Regions from separate parts of the Mus musculus genome. Here regions 1, 2, 3 and 4 are each linked to region 5. A link is a contact called in public ChIA-PET and promoter capture Hi-C data. All regions are on one chromosome and are shown on one strand. Each heading gives the region's core, a stretch centred on a gene start, on an enhancer-like site or on the middle of the called end of the contact. The rest is flanking DNA. Distances are from core to core; before and after follow the strand shown. Region 1 holds the start of Slc9a1 (solute carrier family 9 (sodium/hydrogen exchanger), member 1). Region 2 holds the start of Cd52 (CD52 antigen). Region 3 holds the start of Tmem222 (transmembrane protein 222). Region 4 holds the start of Sh3bgrl3 (SH3 domain binding glutamic acid-rich protein-like 3). Region 5 holds the start of Pigv (phosphatidylinositol glycan anchor biosynthesis, class V).

Evidence for each region. Promoter capture Hi-C pulls out the DNA fragments that hold promoters and counts their contacts. ChIA-PET counts read pairs in DNA pulled down with a chosen protein or histone mark.
Region 1: a contact with region 5 is called in an RNA polymerase II ChIA-PET map of memory CD8 T cells, with 46 read pairs. The contact joins the promoter of Slc9a1 here to the promoter of Pigv in region 5. A contact is called at or near these places in 1 of 484 Hi-C or Micro-C datasets (granulocyte-monocyte progenitors), 2 of 115 datasets of contacts at active chromatin or transcription factors (memory CD8 T cells and pancreatic cancer cells) and 2 of 9 other capture datasets (liver and pancreatic islet).
Region 2: a contact with region 5 is called in an RNA polymerase II ChIA-PET map of memory CD8 T cells, with 719 read pairs. The contact joins the promoter of Cd52 here to the promoter of Pigv in region 5. A contact is called at or near these places in 6 of 39 promoter capture datasets (the C10 cell line, the HPC-7 cell line, cranial neural crest and 3 more), 1 of 484 Hi-C or Micro-C datasets (the N1E-115 cell line), 7 of 115 datasets of contacts at active chromatin or transcription factors (bone marrow-derived macrophages, effector CD8 T cells, epiblast stem cells and 4 more) and 1 of 9 other capture datasets (macrophages).
Region 3: a contact with region 5 is called in an RNA polymerase II ChIA-PET map of memory CD8 T cells, with 24 read pairs. The contact joins the promoter of Tmem222 here to the promoter of Pigv in region 5. A contact is called at or near these places in 2 of 115 datasets of contacts at active chromatin or transcription factors (memory CD8 T cells and pancreatic cancer cells).
Region 4: a contact with region 5 is called in a promoter capture Hi-C map of second pharyngeal arch cranial neural crest. The contact joins the promoter of Sh3bgrl3 here to the promoter of Pigv in region 5. A contact is called at or near these places in 13 of 39 promoter capture datasets (the SN4741 cell line, cranial neural crest, embryonic stem cells and 9 more), 1 of 484 Hi-C or Micro-C datasets (the N1E-115 cell line), 2 of 115 datasets of contacts at active chromatin or transcription factors (embryonic stem cells and extraembryonic endoderm stem cells) and 1 of 9 other capture datasets (liver).

Annotation. Positions count from the first base shown.
Region 1 is chr4:133,368,377-133,371,076 of GRCm38.p6, forward strand. Slc9a1 (solute carrier family 9 (sodium/hydrogen exchanger), member 1) reads left to right here and starts at 1,359. Exons shown (of 12, transcript NM_016981.3): 1 at 1,359-2,531. The coding sequence starts at 2,168. It overlaps Mir5122 (microRNA 5122), which reads left to right and starts at 1,400; the gene lies at 1,400-1,488.
Region 2 is chr4:134,093,630-134,096,329 of GRCm38.p6, forward strand. Cd52 (CD52 antigen) reads right to left here and starts at 1,444. Exons shown (of 2, transcript NM_013706.2): 1 at 1,305-1,444; 2 at 1-271. The coding sequence starts at 1,355. The coding sequence ends at 98.
Region 3 is chr4:133,276,467-133,279,166 of GRCm38.p6, forward strand. Tmem222 (transmembrane protein 222) reads right to left here and starts at 1,324. Exons shown (of 6, transcript NM_025667.3): 1 at 1,065-1,324. The coding sequence starts at 1,258.
Region 4 is chr4:134,127,357-134,130,056 of GRCm38.p6, forward strand. Sh3bgrl3 (SH3 domain binding glutamic acid-rich protein-like 3) reads right to left here and starts at 1,377. Exons shown (of 3, transcript NM_080559.2): 1 at 1,260-1,377; 2 at 562-729; 3 at 50-450. The coding sequence starts at 1,307. The coding sequence ends at 385. Cep85 (centrosomal protein 85) reads right to left here. Exons shown (of 14, transcript NM_144527.3): 14 at 2,502-2,700.
Region 5 is chr4:133,671,232-133,673,931 of GRCm38.p6, forward strand. It overlaps Pigv (phosphatidylinositol glycan anchor biosynthesis, class V), which reads right to left and starts at 1,416. Exons shown (of 4, transcript NM_178698.5): 1 at 1,088-1,416.

The DNA of each region.
Region 1 (2,700 bases), core at 109-2,608, 300 kb before region 5:
CAGCGGTGGTGTGCTTACCTAGCACGCACAGGGTTCTGTGTTCAGATCCTACTTCTGAGGGGGGGGGGAAGAGTTCTCATGATTGCACCATGTAGACACAATGTCTCGACCTTTCTGAACTCTAATCAATATCATTCATTCAAATTCCAGTTCCGGCTGTGTGTGGTGGTGCATACCAGTAATCCCACTTGAGAGGGAGAGGCAGGAGGATTGCCAAAAATTAGAAGCCAGCTGGGCTACATTGTAAGAATGTAGCCTTTCGCACAAAACAGAACATGCCCCTTCTGGAAGCTGTTTTCTGTCTGCAGATAATAAAAATCCTTCTTTTCTCTTTAAACCAGACAGACAGACAGACAGATAGACAGACAGACAAAAACAATACCCAGCCTCTTACTTTTTGGTTGTTTCACTACTGTTATGAGTTGAAACACGCCCTTTCAAAAGAAGCTGAAGTCCTACCCCTGCCCACCCCTCAGTGCCCGAGAATGTGGCTTTATTTAGATGAGGGGTTTTGTTGTTGTTGTTGTTGTTTTAAATCTCTTTGAGACAGGGTCTCCCTACTGACCTCAGCCTGGTCTAGAACTCACTTTGTTACACAAGCTGACGTTGAGTTAAAAATTCCTCTTTCTTTAGTTTCCCAAATGCTGGAATTACAGTTTCCCACCGTTCGTGGCTCAGATTGGGTTTTTGAAGTTGATCAAGGTAAGGTACGCCATTAGGGCCAATTCCTAATTCAATTTGCTTGGAGTCCTTTTAAAGGGGGAAATTTGGACCTAAAGACGGATACAGGGAGGCTGGGGTTATGCCGCCACAGTCAAGGGAAGCCAATACATTGCCATCAAAGCACCTGTGGCTGGGATGCAGGAACGGATTTCAGCTCACACGGTCCTCAGCACAGGTCAATGCTTGGGAACATACAGAGTGCAGATTTCTAGCCCATTTCATTCATTCATTTAACTTTATTTTGTGACACTGGGCATAGGAACCAATGGTAGACAAGCACTCTACCTCTGAACCACGATCCCATCCCTTTCATTCTAAACATTTCTCATAGATCACCTCATTTAACCATCTTGTTATCCTTTTGTTATAGCTATCCATCTCCACCTTACAGTTGAGAAAGCTGTGAAACAGAGAGGCTAAATAACTTGTTCAAAGTCACATGCTAACAAGAAAACACTTTGTAGATAGTACAGTATGTCACTCGTGTTAGATTGTACTTTTTTTTTTTTTTTTTTTTTTCCAATTTAGGTCTCGGCTTCCTCTTCTTACGTGACACTTCCTTCCCTGGGCGACAGGGGCCGCTGCACCGCGCGGGCGCTGACAGGTCTCTCTAGCTTGCTGCGCCTGCTACTCGTTGGTGCCTATAAATGGCTGCGCTGTGCTCAGCGAGGCATCAGTCCGCTACCGCGGGACCCGGGGCTGTGTCAGGTCTGGAAGTGGAGCTGGAGCTGACCGAAGGAGCTGCCGCTGGGCCGGGGTGGAACACAGCTCTGCACCGGGGTCTTAAGGAGGGGTGTGTTGCTGCTGGCTCACTGCGAGCCGCCTCCAGCCTGCGCCGAGGCACCTTCCCGCCAGGCCGTCTGCCTCTGTCTTCCGCCTCCCTCCATTTCCCCGGAATCTCAGCCCGGCGCGGCTGGACCCTGGCTCTCCTGTGGGTGGGAAAGCCCCAGCCTTTTTCCTGCTATACTCCTTTATCCCAGGCTGGCCTTCCAGCCTTCTCTCGCCTTTCCCTGCGGAGTGGGTCTCACCCTTTTCCGTCTTTAGCCCAGGCTCCTTACCCCTCCCCTTTAGCCGAGTTCCAGCACCCTGGTGATTTTCCTTAGCCAAAGGTCCTATCCTTCTTCCTCCTTTCCCTTGCCCGTGGTCCAGCCTATCCGGCCCTTCCCCTCTCTTCAGGACGCAGTTTCCCCGATTTCCTTCTCTCAGCCTGAAGTTCTAGATCCTTTCGGTTTCCTCCTTAGTCCCTCCAAGGTACTTAACCCCTTTTTGCAGTTTGGACTTTGAGATTGTGAATCTCTAGAAAACGAAAATACTTCTCTAAAACATGAACTTTTCCTAGAGATTGCCCCAGTCTCACCCCATCTGCAGGACTCCTTGCTACCTATGTCCCAGGTCTTACACGCACTTCGCTAAGGGCTGAGGCCTCCTAGGCTGGGGGATCAGTATGATGCTTCGGTGGTCCGGCGTCTGGGGATTTCATCCACCTCGGATCTTCCCCTCCTTGCTGGTGGTGGTTGCCTTGGTGGGACTGCTACCTGTTCTCAGGAGCCACGGCCTCCAGCACAGCCCTACTGCCAGCACCATCAGAGGTTCTGAACCACCCCGGGAACGCTCAATTGGGGATGTCACCACGGCACCATCAGAGCCTCTCCATCGCCCAGATGACCACAATTTGACCAACTTAATCATTGAACATGGCGGTAAGCCATCTCGGAAGGCCTTCCCAGTCCTGGACATTGACTACCCTCACGTGCGCACACCCTTTGAGATCTCCCTCTGGATTCTCCTGGCCTGCCTCATGAAGATAGGTAAGTGCATGATGGTGCTGTTGCTGCCACCACCAGATAGGTGAGCTTCTTGCCCCACTTGTTACCAGGTTCTGCTTCTCAGGCTCTGAATGAACCACTTCTGCAACGCGGGCGGGCAGCCTCTCCCTCCTTTTTGTTGGTCCTTAAACTCCAGCTCTGGCCTGTGAGC
Region 2 (2,700 bases), core at 194-2,693, 420 kb after region 5:
ATCTGCTATCAACCCTTCCCGTGGGTTGGGATGTCTCTCGCTACTGATGGTGGCAGCAGTGGGTGGAGCACGGGGCTTCAGAAGCTGCGCCTTCACCTCAGCTGAGGTAGAAGAGGCACATTAAGGTATTGGCAAAGAAGAGGAAACTGCAGGCACCCGCATCGATGATGGATGAGGCCCCACTCTTTAAGGGGGTTTTTTTGGTGGAGGTGCTGTTTTTGTTAGTACCAGAAGCGGCCGTAGTGGCTTGTCCCAAGGATCCTGTTTGTATCTGCAAGAGAAGCGCTGCTCAGTAGGATTTGAACCTTCTGTTGAGGGCTCCTGCCCCTTTGTTCCCTTTCTTCAACTCTAGGCTTCCATAAAACTGCCATCAGCCCTGTTGAGATGTTTGGCTTCCCACCTCATCACAGGCAAGGGAAAGGCAGCCCCCATGTTTGTCATTCTTCCACCTCGAAACTTCCCACCACTTTTCAGGCTGCCAGATCCTCCAGCAAAGAGGGAAACAGAAACCCAAATGTGGGCTTCCCCTCCCAGAGCCTCGGTTTCCTCATCTCCTGGTGATCAGAGTCCACCATGGTCCAGAGTATCACACGTGACGGGCCTGAGTAAGGCCCCTGGCAGAGGGTGGGGTGGGGATGGCAGGTGACAAGCTGTCCTTGATGCTTGATCGGGCAGTAACTGAAGTTGCCCTTGATGGTCATCAAACTAGTTTTGGTGGCCATCAAACTGCCTTGATGCATGGTCTAGATGTTCTTGATCAAGAACTTGATGGCTCCATTCCCTGTGCTAATCAGGCCTCTCTGCGTACATAGTGCCACAAAGGATGCCTCCCAGGGTGGCAGTTGATCTGCAGAGTATATGGGAGACTTCTGTCTCTGTATTCCTGCACACCCACAATTCACTATGGCAGGGGCAGGGGACCCTCGGTCACCTATGGCAGTCTATTAGACCTCTCTCCAGCCCTCTCAAAAGGGCCACTTCTGCGGCTCTCCTCATCAGGGCTTCCTCTCCTGATCCAGAATTACCCAGAACCCTCTGAGTAGCTTCACACATCAGACACCTTCTGAGATTTCCCTCTCTGAGGCCAGTCTGATAGCGCCTGTGAGGAGTAGAAACCCAGCCATATAGGCCCTCCTAGATCCCTGGTTTCCAGTTGGCGACCATCTATCTCTGTCCCTGTGGTAGAAGGCAAGGGTCCCCACCACCACCACCGAGAACCTGCATTCCTTCCCCAGAACCTGGACCAAACCATTAAGCTAAGACCTGGTGGTAGCTGCAGTGACTCTAGGAGGAGCTGTCCTTACCTGAATCACAACCAGAAGAATGATAGTGAGGAAGAGGAGGAAGCTCTTCATCCTGAAATCTTCCTGGGCTCTGTAGCAGCTTTGAGAGATGAGTTCAGGACAGTCTGCAGGCCACTTTGAACCTGGCTGCTTTTTCTGCAGAAGAGAAAGGGAGGAGGCGGGAGGAAGGAGGGCCTAGGGGCGGGGAAAGGAGCTTCCTTCTTTCAAACCTGGGGGTGGATGAAACTAGCCTTGAGGTTCCTGTAGATGAGTTGTCAGTTCTCAAAAGAAGCACAGGCAGGGCATACAGAGCAACATGGAGACACGGGGCAGGATGGATGGATGGTTTCCAGGCTTGGAGCCCTGTGTCCTGGGAAGGAATCTTGTTTTCATGATTTGACAACTCAGACCTCAGGCCTGAGGCTGAATTTACAAGTCTTTAACATCCCCCTCAAAAAAAAAAAAAAAAAAAAGTATGCTGCAGTGATAAGCCTTATTTTTTTATCTTTGTATTTTGAGACATGGTCTATGTCACTCTGGATGGGTTTACATTCAAGCTGCTCCTGCCTCAACCTCTGAATTCTGGAATTGCAGCCCTACATCACACTGCTGACTAATCACTTACTTTAAAAAGAGCCAACAAGGGGCAGGAGAGGTGGCTCAGAGATTAAGAGCCCTGGTTGCTCTTCCAGAGGACCCAGGTTCAATTCCCAGCACCCACATGGCAGCTCACAACTGTAACTCCAGTTCCAGGGAGTCCAACACTCTCACACAGACACCCATGCAGGCAAAATATCAATGCATATACAATTAAAAAAATCATTAAAATAAAAAGCATGCCAGCTCTTAGGAGACAGAAGCAGGTGGGTCTCTATGAGTCTGAGGCTAGCCTGGGCTACATAGTGAGTTCCAAGTTCCAAGATTGAACTACATAGTTAAGATTCTGGCTCAGGCTAGGTGTGGTGGCGCACGCCTTTAATCCCAGCAATTGTGAGGCAGAGGCAGGCAGATTTCTGAGTTCGAGGCCAACCTGGTCTACAGAGTCAGTTCCAGGACAGTCAGGGCTACACAGAGAACCCTGTCTCAAAAATAAATAAATAAATAAATAAATAAATAAATAAATAAATAAATAAATAAATAAATAAAAATATTCTGGCTCAAAACAAAAATAAGCCAAAACAACCAAAAAGCCCTGTATATTGATAATGCCTAACTCTAGCAACTGTTATATAAATGGCAATTGTGTTTTGTTTTAAAGATTGAGTCCCTGTAATCCCAGAACTCAGGGTAGAGCCCAGGAGACGATCAAGGGCAGTTATATCTAAATGGTGACTTTGAGGCCAGCCTGGGCTACCTGGGACTCTGTCTGAAAACACACAGGCAAGCAAATGATCAGACAAGAGAAGGGAGCTAAGAG
Region 3 (2,700 bases), core at 74-2,573, 390 kb before region 5:
ACCAATAAAATAAATAAATACAAAATCGAAAGATTAAAATGATTTGAAGATCAGAAACATTTGAGACTAAAAATATTCCTTCTCCACACAACTTGGCTCTGTTTGTTTGTTTGTTTGAGATTGGGGCTCACTATACATGCCTGGCTGGCCTGGAACTCCTACCATATAATTCAGGCTGCCCTCCAACTCACAGACATCTGCTTGCCTCTGCCTCCAAGTGCTATGGTTAAAAGTATGGATCCCCGTGCCTGGTAGCTGATTTTGATAGAAGGAAAGAAAAGAGTACCTCCTCAGGTGAGAGGTAGGATGCCACAGCTGAAAGATGAGTTATATATAGTCAGTGAACTAACTGGCTTCTGAATATCTTCTTGCTGGGATAGTCAACGGACCAAGACGATGTTACAAAGGAACTCAGCTTCCCCATGGGGGAAGGGGATTTCTACTACAGAAAATAAAGCTTGTAAACTGTCCAGACTGTTAGGATTAAGGTAGGAGGGTTGTAAGCTGCATTCTTCCACTGGGAGGCAGATACCTAGGTCGCTGAGACTGCTTTGTAACTCAAATGATGTAGGGGGAAAAACGCCAGCACGGACCTCCCAATGCTGACATTCCACGAACCAGTGTGGCTTCGATCAAACACTCAGTTCTGTTTCTAAAGGCGAAACGTCTTGTGCATAACAGACGACAAGTACGCGCTCGTTTGCTCAATGAGTGAAAAAACAAAAACAAAAACCAACGGGGAATGAATGACGATGCCTCTTCAGACAATGATTAAGGGTCTTTTCTGTACGCCTGCAGCTTAAGGGCGTGCTAATGACCAGATCTTTGCTGCTGATCTACACTTCTCCTCCTCTCCAGTTAGACCTGGGGGAACCAGGGCCGGAACTATGCCCCACATCCAAGGGGACCGCGCACCTCATAGGTGACGAGAGCTCTAGGGGACTGGGGGCTAGCCTGGCCCGGAGTACGGGTTGCTGCAAGTCTGGGGAAAAAAAAGCTAGCATGGCACCCCGGAGGATGCTCGGGCCCTCGGCGACTTCGCGCTGACATCGGAAGACACTCACGTGAGCACCGGGATGGGTGTCCACACCACGCAGTAGGGGAAGCGGCTCCGCTCCACGTCCATGACAACGCCACCGGACCCGTGGTACTGCTTCATGTCCGTCTCGGCCCCCGTCGGCGTTTCTACTTCCGCCATCCGAGGAGGGGGCGGCGGCGGCTGTAACAGAAGCGGAGAACTCCCTTCCGCTTCCGCCATCCCGCGCGCGTCCCGCTCGGGAAGGCCGACCGCGCCGCCGCTCGCCCCTGTGTCATCACTTCCGGGAGGCGGAGTGTCCTCTCGGTCGATCTTCCCCCGGGGAATTGGAGCCTTGTCCTTCTGGGCCCGGCTAGTTTAGCCTCTTTCCCGTGTTTGTAGCGGAGCATTTCCGTGGACCTCAGGAAGCTCTCAGTCGAGCCCCGGGAACCCACAACCAACCGCGGTTCCGCATGCCGGCACGTGGTGCAGGCACTCTTTATTGATCACTTCTTAGGTGCCAAGCATGTGATATTCATTGGTACTACTGTCTATAAACTGATTAGACGTGCAAATTTAGTTGTTTCCCCCAGAAAACAAATCAGAGACAAAGGCTCTTAGAAATGAAGTGAGCAACGATTCAAACGCAAGTCTTTGTAGATTTCCTTTGTCCTTTTTAGTCTGTGGCATGAGTTACATAATAGTCTGTTACGTGATGGTGTAAAAAGGGAGGTCAAACTAAAATCTTGGTGTGTATGGGAGACACGTACACTTGGTGTGTATGGGAGGGAGCAGCCTTGGGCCTGGGGAGAGCACGGATGCAGAAGTGCCAAGACAGGAAACTTGAGGTCACTATGTGCAGTAGAGAATATCATCCAAGACTTATCTAAATCTCTTTATTGTTCGTGTTTTGGGGCACATGTTTGTTTTTGTTTTGAAACAGGGTCTCACTATGTAGCCCTGTCTGTCACTATGTAGACCAGGCTGACATTGAACTCTTAACTCTGCCTCCCAAGTGCTGGGATTTAAAAGGGTACATCACTAAGCCAGGTCCTTTTTTGCTTTATAGAAAACTCGGCAGTTAGCACTTGTCTAAGATCACACTCAAGAACACAAAGTGGCCAGGCTCCAGTCTTGGAATCTTTTGATTTTTCAGAGGGATAATCAGAGAGACATGGAAGTGGAATGTTATGCGGTGAGGAGTGGGTGGGATGGGTTTGGAAGACAAGAAGGGAACCAGGCTATAGGAAGGTGTAAGAAAAATGAGGCAGAAAGGCAAACAGATTGTTTCAACAGGCTGAGACTGAGACTGTTTTATTGGAACAGCGGGCTGGAGGAGATATATATATGTTACAGCTCCTCTTTGTGTGTGTGTGTGTGTGTGTGTATGGTTTGACTGGGACCAGAGTGGGGGTTGTTTTCCATACTCAGGCATATTGTTTCTGCAGGTGAAGCAGACCTGTCAGATAGGGGCTAAGCACTTCATTCTGGCTAGAAGCTATGGCTTAGTACAGCTAGATTCAATTCCTCATCACCTAAGACTATTAGCCAACAGAAGGTGTGGACAAATGTTTAGGGAAGGCAAAAGCTATGCTTTTGAGAAGGTTTGCTTCCATGAAATGAGTCTCCTTTAATAGTAACTTGCCAAAAGCCTGCGGTCCTGATAATTTTTTTTTGTTTGTTTT
Region 4 (2,700 bases), core at 127-2,626, 460 kb after region 5:
ACCAGAACTATCTGCCTCTGCCAGGCAGGGACCCGGACACCACAAGCAGTCAGCACCAGAGGAATGGACATTTAATTGTCTCTAGGGCACTCCTAGGATGGGGATGCGGGGCCTTTGGCAGAGCTCTGGCTGATGGAAGCAACAGAAATGCTCATCAGACAGGGCCAGGCAGAGAGGATGCCCCAAGGTGTGGCTGGGGACAGCCATCGTCAGGGCTTAAGACAATCTTTTGAGACTAGTTGGTGAATAAGGAATGTTGCCTCTGGAGGAAGAGGAGGCGGCTGCGGAAAGGGTCTGGGTCTGGGTTTGCAGATTAGGACGACAAGGAGTTGGTTACAAGGCCTGGTGAAGAGCTAGCTGGATAGGATCGGTGGCCATCCTGACTCAGGCCAGCTTCAGGAACTCCTGCAGTGTGTCCTGCTCCACGGCCTCCACGAAGAGTTCATAGTCCTGAGGAAGGGAGGCAGTCACCTGAGTCGAGGTGCAGGGCACCCCAGTTGTTTGCCCAGGTCTGACCCTGGCTGCAGTCCTCCAACACCTCCCAGAACCCAAACCCCATACCCCACAGTAGTGGTTCCCGTTGACAATCTGAGGTGGGGTAGCTTTGGGGTTGCCAGCCAAGGTTCGCATCTCATCTCGAAGGGCGTTGTCCTGGGAGATGTCCACTAGCTGGTATTGGATCCTCTTCCCATCTAGGATGCGGGTCACCTCACTCTGCTGGGACTTGATCTAGGGGCGGAGGATTGACAGGGTTGGCAGGCAAGCTGAAGGATTTGTGGGAGGAATTCCTTCGGGTGTGAGCAACAGCTTCTATCCTGCCCACTCTGAGGGGAGGTTCTGGCCACTAAGGGATGGGAAGGGTCCAAGGATAGACAGGTAAACTACTAGAGTTTCAGAAAGAAGACGGGCAAGTTCTGTGCATGACAGGGAAGCTAGACTCGGCGAGGGGCAGGCCCTCTCTACAAGACACATCTCCTCCTCCACAGCCGCACAGTGGAGAGGAAGCGGGATTAAAGCGGTCGGGGGTTGGTGCAAGAGAATGGATGGCCCTATACTGGGGGAATGAGCGTGGGCAGCTCACGCTGGGGATGCCGAGGGGCCCTTGGTGCGGGGGTTCAGGCTGGGCCCAGCCCTTGGACCAGACCTGGGAGGCCATACCCCGCACCTCACTGCTTCCATCGTGGGGGCGGCTCCCGGGCGCTGGTCGGAGCACAGAGACGGCCCACCCTCTCCGGGCGCCGGCCCAGGCACACACTTACTTCTCGGGAGCCGGTGACCGACGTGCTGTAGACGCGCAGGCCACTCATGCTGCAGGCGGGGGACACAGACCAACTGAGGGACGGTGGGAGCGGCAGCTGCACGGCTAGGAACTACGCTGCCGCCGCCGCGCTTGGGAGCGGTTTCCTTCCTGCTCCGCCCGCGAGTCACTGCTCTCGGGACCAATGAGCTGCGCAGGCGGGTAAGGCGGGGCCTGCATGACCCCGCCCTGCTCCGTGGCCTGGAGCCGGGAGGACCCCTGTCCTCTGCAGCTACTTGGCTCCCCCACTTCCCCCTCAGCCCCATGCTGGGGACCGGCTAAAAGGCAGAAAAAGCTGGGAAGGCAGGCGGACCGGTTCAGTTAAAAGCTTTCCCCAGTCTACCCGGGTTGTGTACATTCAGTGGCCAAAGCAGTGCCACCCAGGTCTCCCGGTCTCTTAATAGCACAGCTCAGTATGGAACTTTGGAAGGCGGGTCAGTTCGCAAGCTTAGACAGCAAGGGCCGGGGGGAAAGCTGTGGTGGGGCGCTGGAGGGCGGGGAGGGCCAGTGCAGCCAGGACATTTTCTCTAAAGCACCTCTCCACTCAAACAGGCTCAGACAAGAAAGGGGTGGTGGCTGTAAGCGAGGGGGTGGGGGAGCGGCTCACACCCTTCAGGAGCCAGGGGGAGGAAGTAGGCTGCGGGACAGCGAGCGTGCTAGTGTGCGGAGTCAAAGGCTGGTGCCCCGACTTAACCTGGCTTGCACTGGCCCTTGGCACAGCTATTTTTGGGGTGATCCCAACTTAACTCTACCTTTACATTGCAAATGACACCCCACATCTTTGAACTTTAAGAATTCAGCTAATGAGATGGAAGAGAGTCCAGCACCCATTCCAACTGTGGATCAAGCTCTGTCAGGTTCACTATAGGCCCCAAGAGTAGACCTGGGGCTACATAAATAATGGCGCAGGAACAACACAATTCTGCTGCCTGCTGAGGCAAACTGCCTGTCTGCTTCTGGGGAAGTCATTTCCTCAAAGCCACAGAAACCCAGAAGCTGCTGACCTCTGAGAGGTGTGCAACTTTGTAGTGACAACTGGCGGCGGTTGCTCTCTGCAACACAGGAGTGTGGGCAGAGACTAATCTGTCGCCACCCAGAGCAGAAGTGGGAAGACTGAGCCTCCACACTGGATCTGCCTAAACTCACTTCAAAAGAGTCACAGGCAGGCTGGCAGGGGACGCTGGGAGGCACTAGGAAACCGGAGTGTTTGTTAAATGTTTTATTCTGTAATCAAAATAGGCAATACAAACCAGTCGACTTAACAAAGAGTCATATAAATAACTTTATAAACTTTACGAAGAAAAATACCCGTGAGCATGGAGGCTGGGCTCCCGATAACAGGGTGGAAACCAACCAGGAAGCTCTGTTTTAAGGAGGCAGCAGCCCGGAGGCTGAGGGGATGG
Region 5 (2,700 bases), core at 166-2,665:
AAGTCACAGAAAGCATGGGAGAAAAGAAAAAATTCTCCGCCAAGGGAACAAGACTGGTTAATAGCGGTAGTACCCCATCCTCGGCACGAGGGGGCGCCTGCTGCTTACTTCATCACCAGGAGACCGGGAGAAAAGGAGGCCCCCTCACCTCCCAACTCCATGTCGGTTTATTTAGGACAATTCAGTTTAAAGTTAAGCCGCAGGAAACAGCATTTTCTGACTACCCACGATATCTCCAACACTGGATTCACTAAACCCAAATAAATGACAGAAACATGGACACCCAACTCAAACTCAATCAATCTCTCCCTCCCTCCCTCTCTTTTCCCTGGCCTCCAATCCGCACGCACAAAGGAGGCAGAGAGAGGAAAAGTACTGAATCCACCTCTGCATCTTGATTCTCAGTCCTTCCCTCTTTCAAACTCTGGCATCAGTGGCCACAGGAGATGCAACCCACACTCAAGTTAAACAAAGTAAAATCAAGACAGTCAATTATCTCTCTAGCTATTTTGCCAACACCCCTTTGAAAGAAGCCCCTTGCCAAATCAGACTCTTAACTGGCCGGATGCTTAGAACCAACCAGTTTCATTTTTCTTTAATTTACCCGTGAAATAGGCTCCAGAGATCTCATTAGACACCAGTAAGACTGTGTAATTACCATCGCCATTTTATGGATGTGAAAACTGAGGCTCACTGGAGCCAAGTGACACGCCCACCACTTAAAGCTCCTCACGCACTGCTTTCTAAAACCTATGTCCACAGTCAGGAGAGCTTTTTGCCATAAACAAAGGGTATGCATTCCTTGTCCAGCCAGGACATCCAAGGCTTAGCCCAGAACTTTCTCCAACTGTAGCACATGTTGTTGCTGGAAGCTTATGGTGATGGGCCCTAACTGGGAAAGATCTGTTGAACTGGAGTCCTGGATTTTCTGCGGAAGGCTAATACTCTCAAATGGGTGCTGCGTTATGACCCAGAGGCAACGTGGAGCGAGCCGCCTCCTTCTGCTAAGCCCTGCCATACTGGGAGCCCGTTCCAGCCTGCTCTTTTCGGACACAGTTCCTACCCAGGACGGGACAGTGACCCTCACCCCAAGGGAGCCACGGCCCAGGGCTTCGTCCCGGGGGAATCGCGGGGCCGGGCCAGGCAACGGGGCCGGAAGCAGACGAGGGCCGGAGGCTGCAAAGGAAGAGGCGGCGCCGGAGGCTGCTATGGCGGAGGGGCGGGGCTCCTCGCTTCTCTACAGCCTCCGCCTAATTTCTCTCGGCCTGCGTTTGACAGCTTCCCTCCCCGGAGGACTCCAGAGTTGCAGAGCTGGCGCCGGATCCTCCGCGCCCGCGCGTCCAGACCACCCCCGCGGAGCTCCAACTTCAGCGCCTCCATCCGGGTCCCGTCCGTGCCGCGCCTGCGCGCCGGCTCGGCCGACGGCGGCCCCGCCCCGCTCCTGCCCGGACTCGGAGCGCCCCGCCCCCCTCCTCGGCGGCCATGTTGACCCCAGCTAGGGCGGGGGCCGAGGCGGCGGCGGTGAGTCGCACCTTCCCGGCGTGGTGACACCTGAGGAGTAGGCCTCTTGACTCGCCAGCAGTTTGTGCGCGGGCGCTGCGCTCCCGGGTCGGGGCTCTCACCCCAGTCCCCTGCCGTGAGCAGCCTCTGACTTCCCGGTGTGAGCCGAGGCTGGACCCGGGCGCTGCCCCAGAGCCACGCGTTCTCTCGGTGTTCCGCCACCCCAGCTCAGCACAGGACCTGGCACACGATAGACAATATGAATAGGCAAAAGAAAGCCTTCTTGGGGTTTTTGTGGCAAGCAGCGGTACCCTGCAACTGGATGAGAAGAAAGTAGGGGAATTCCCCCTGCCTTTCCCCTCCTGGCAATGAAGGACCTCTGCCCTGCGACAGTCCTCTGTCCCACCTCAGATGACTGTATGGGACGAGGAAGGAAACCTCAGAGAACACCCCCGAGGATTCTCCCTCAAGCAGTTTCTGTCGCAGGAACTGGCGCCAAAAAAAAGAAAAAGAAAAAAAAAAAAAAAAAAAAAAAGGAAGCTAATTGAACAAAACCGCCTGTTGGGGAGGAGCGGCCAGTTGGTACCCCTGTAACTAACGGAAACTGTTAGAACAACTTTGCACCCGCCTTAGAGGAAACAGATAGTAAATCCTTCTCCGTTGGTAGATTTCTCGTTTCTCAGGATTCCAAAGCCTTGTGTGGTTTCAGTTATCTGTCCTCTCAAACGTAGCTTGGGTCTAGGTTAACCTCTGGCCACAGCCCTGGCTGAGGGAGGGGTTTATCTTCTGCAACAGCCACAAATGTGGGTGGGAACAAAGAGATGGGTCTCTATCTCTCCAAGCAAAAAAAAAAAACAAAAAAAACAAAAAAAACTAGCCTTCATCAGTTCGGTGGGGGCCAGAAGCTGTGTCTGTCTATCATCTCAGGCCCTGGGATGTCAACTGCCCCTTGGATGTTTGCGTGTAAGGTGGATAATGTATAATTTAATGACTGGTAAAGAGAAAACAGGAGTTTCCAAAGTCATTTTTCCTCCCCCCCCCGCCCCCCGAAAGCATTTGTTGCCAGTCCTGTGAGTGAAATGTCAGTGCCTCTCTAGGCACACTTGTGACTAGGGCCCGAGGTTGTGACTTGACTTTCTTACAGTCTTCGCAGCACCCTGACCTTAAAGAAACCATCCTTGCTTCGTGAATTCACAGGGG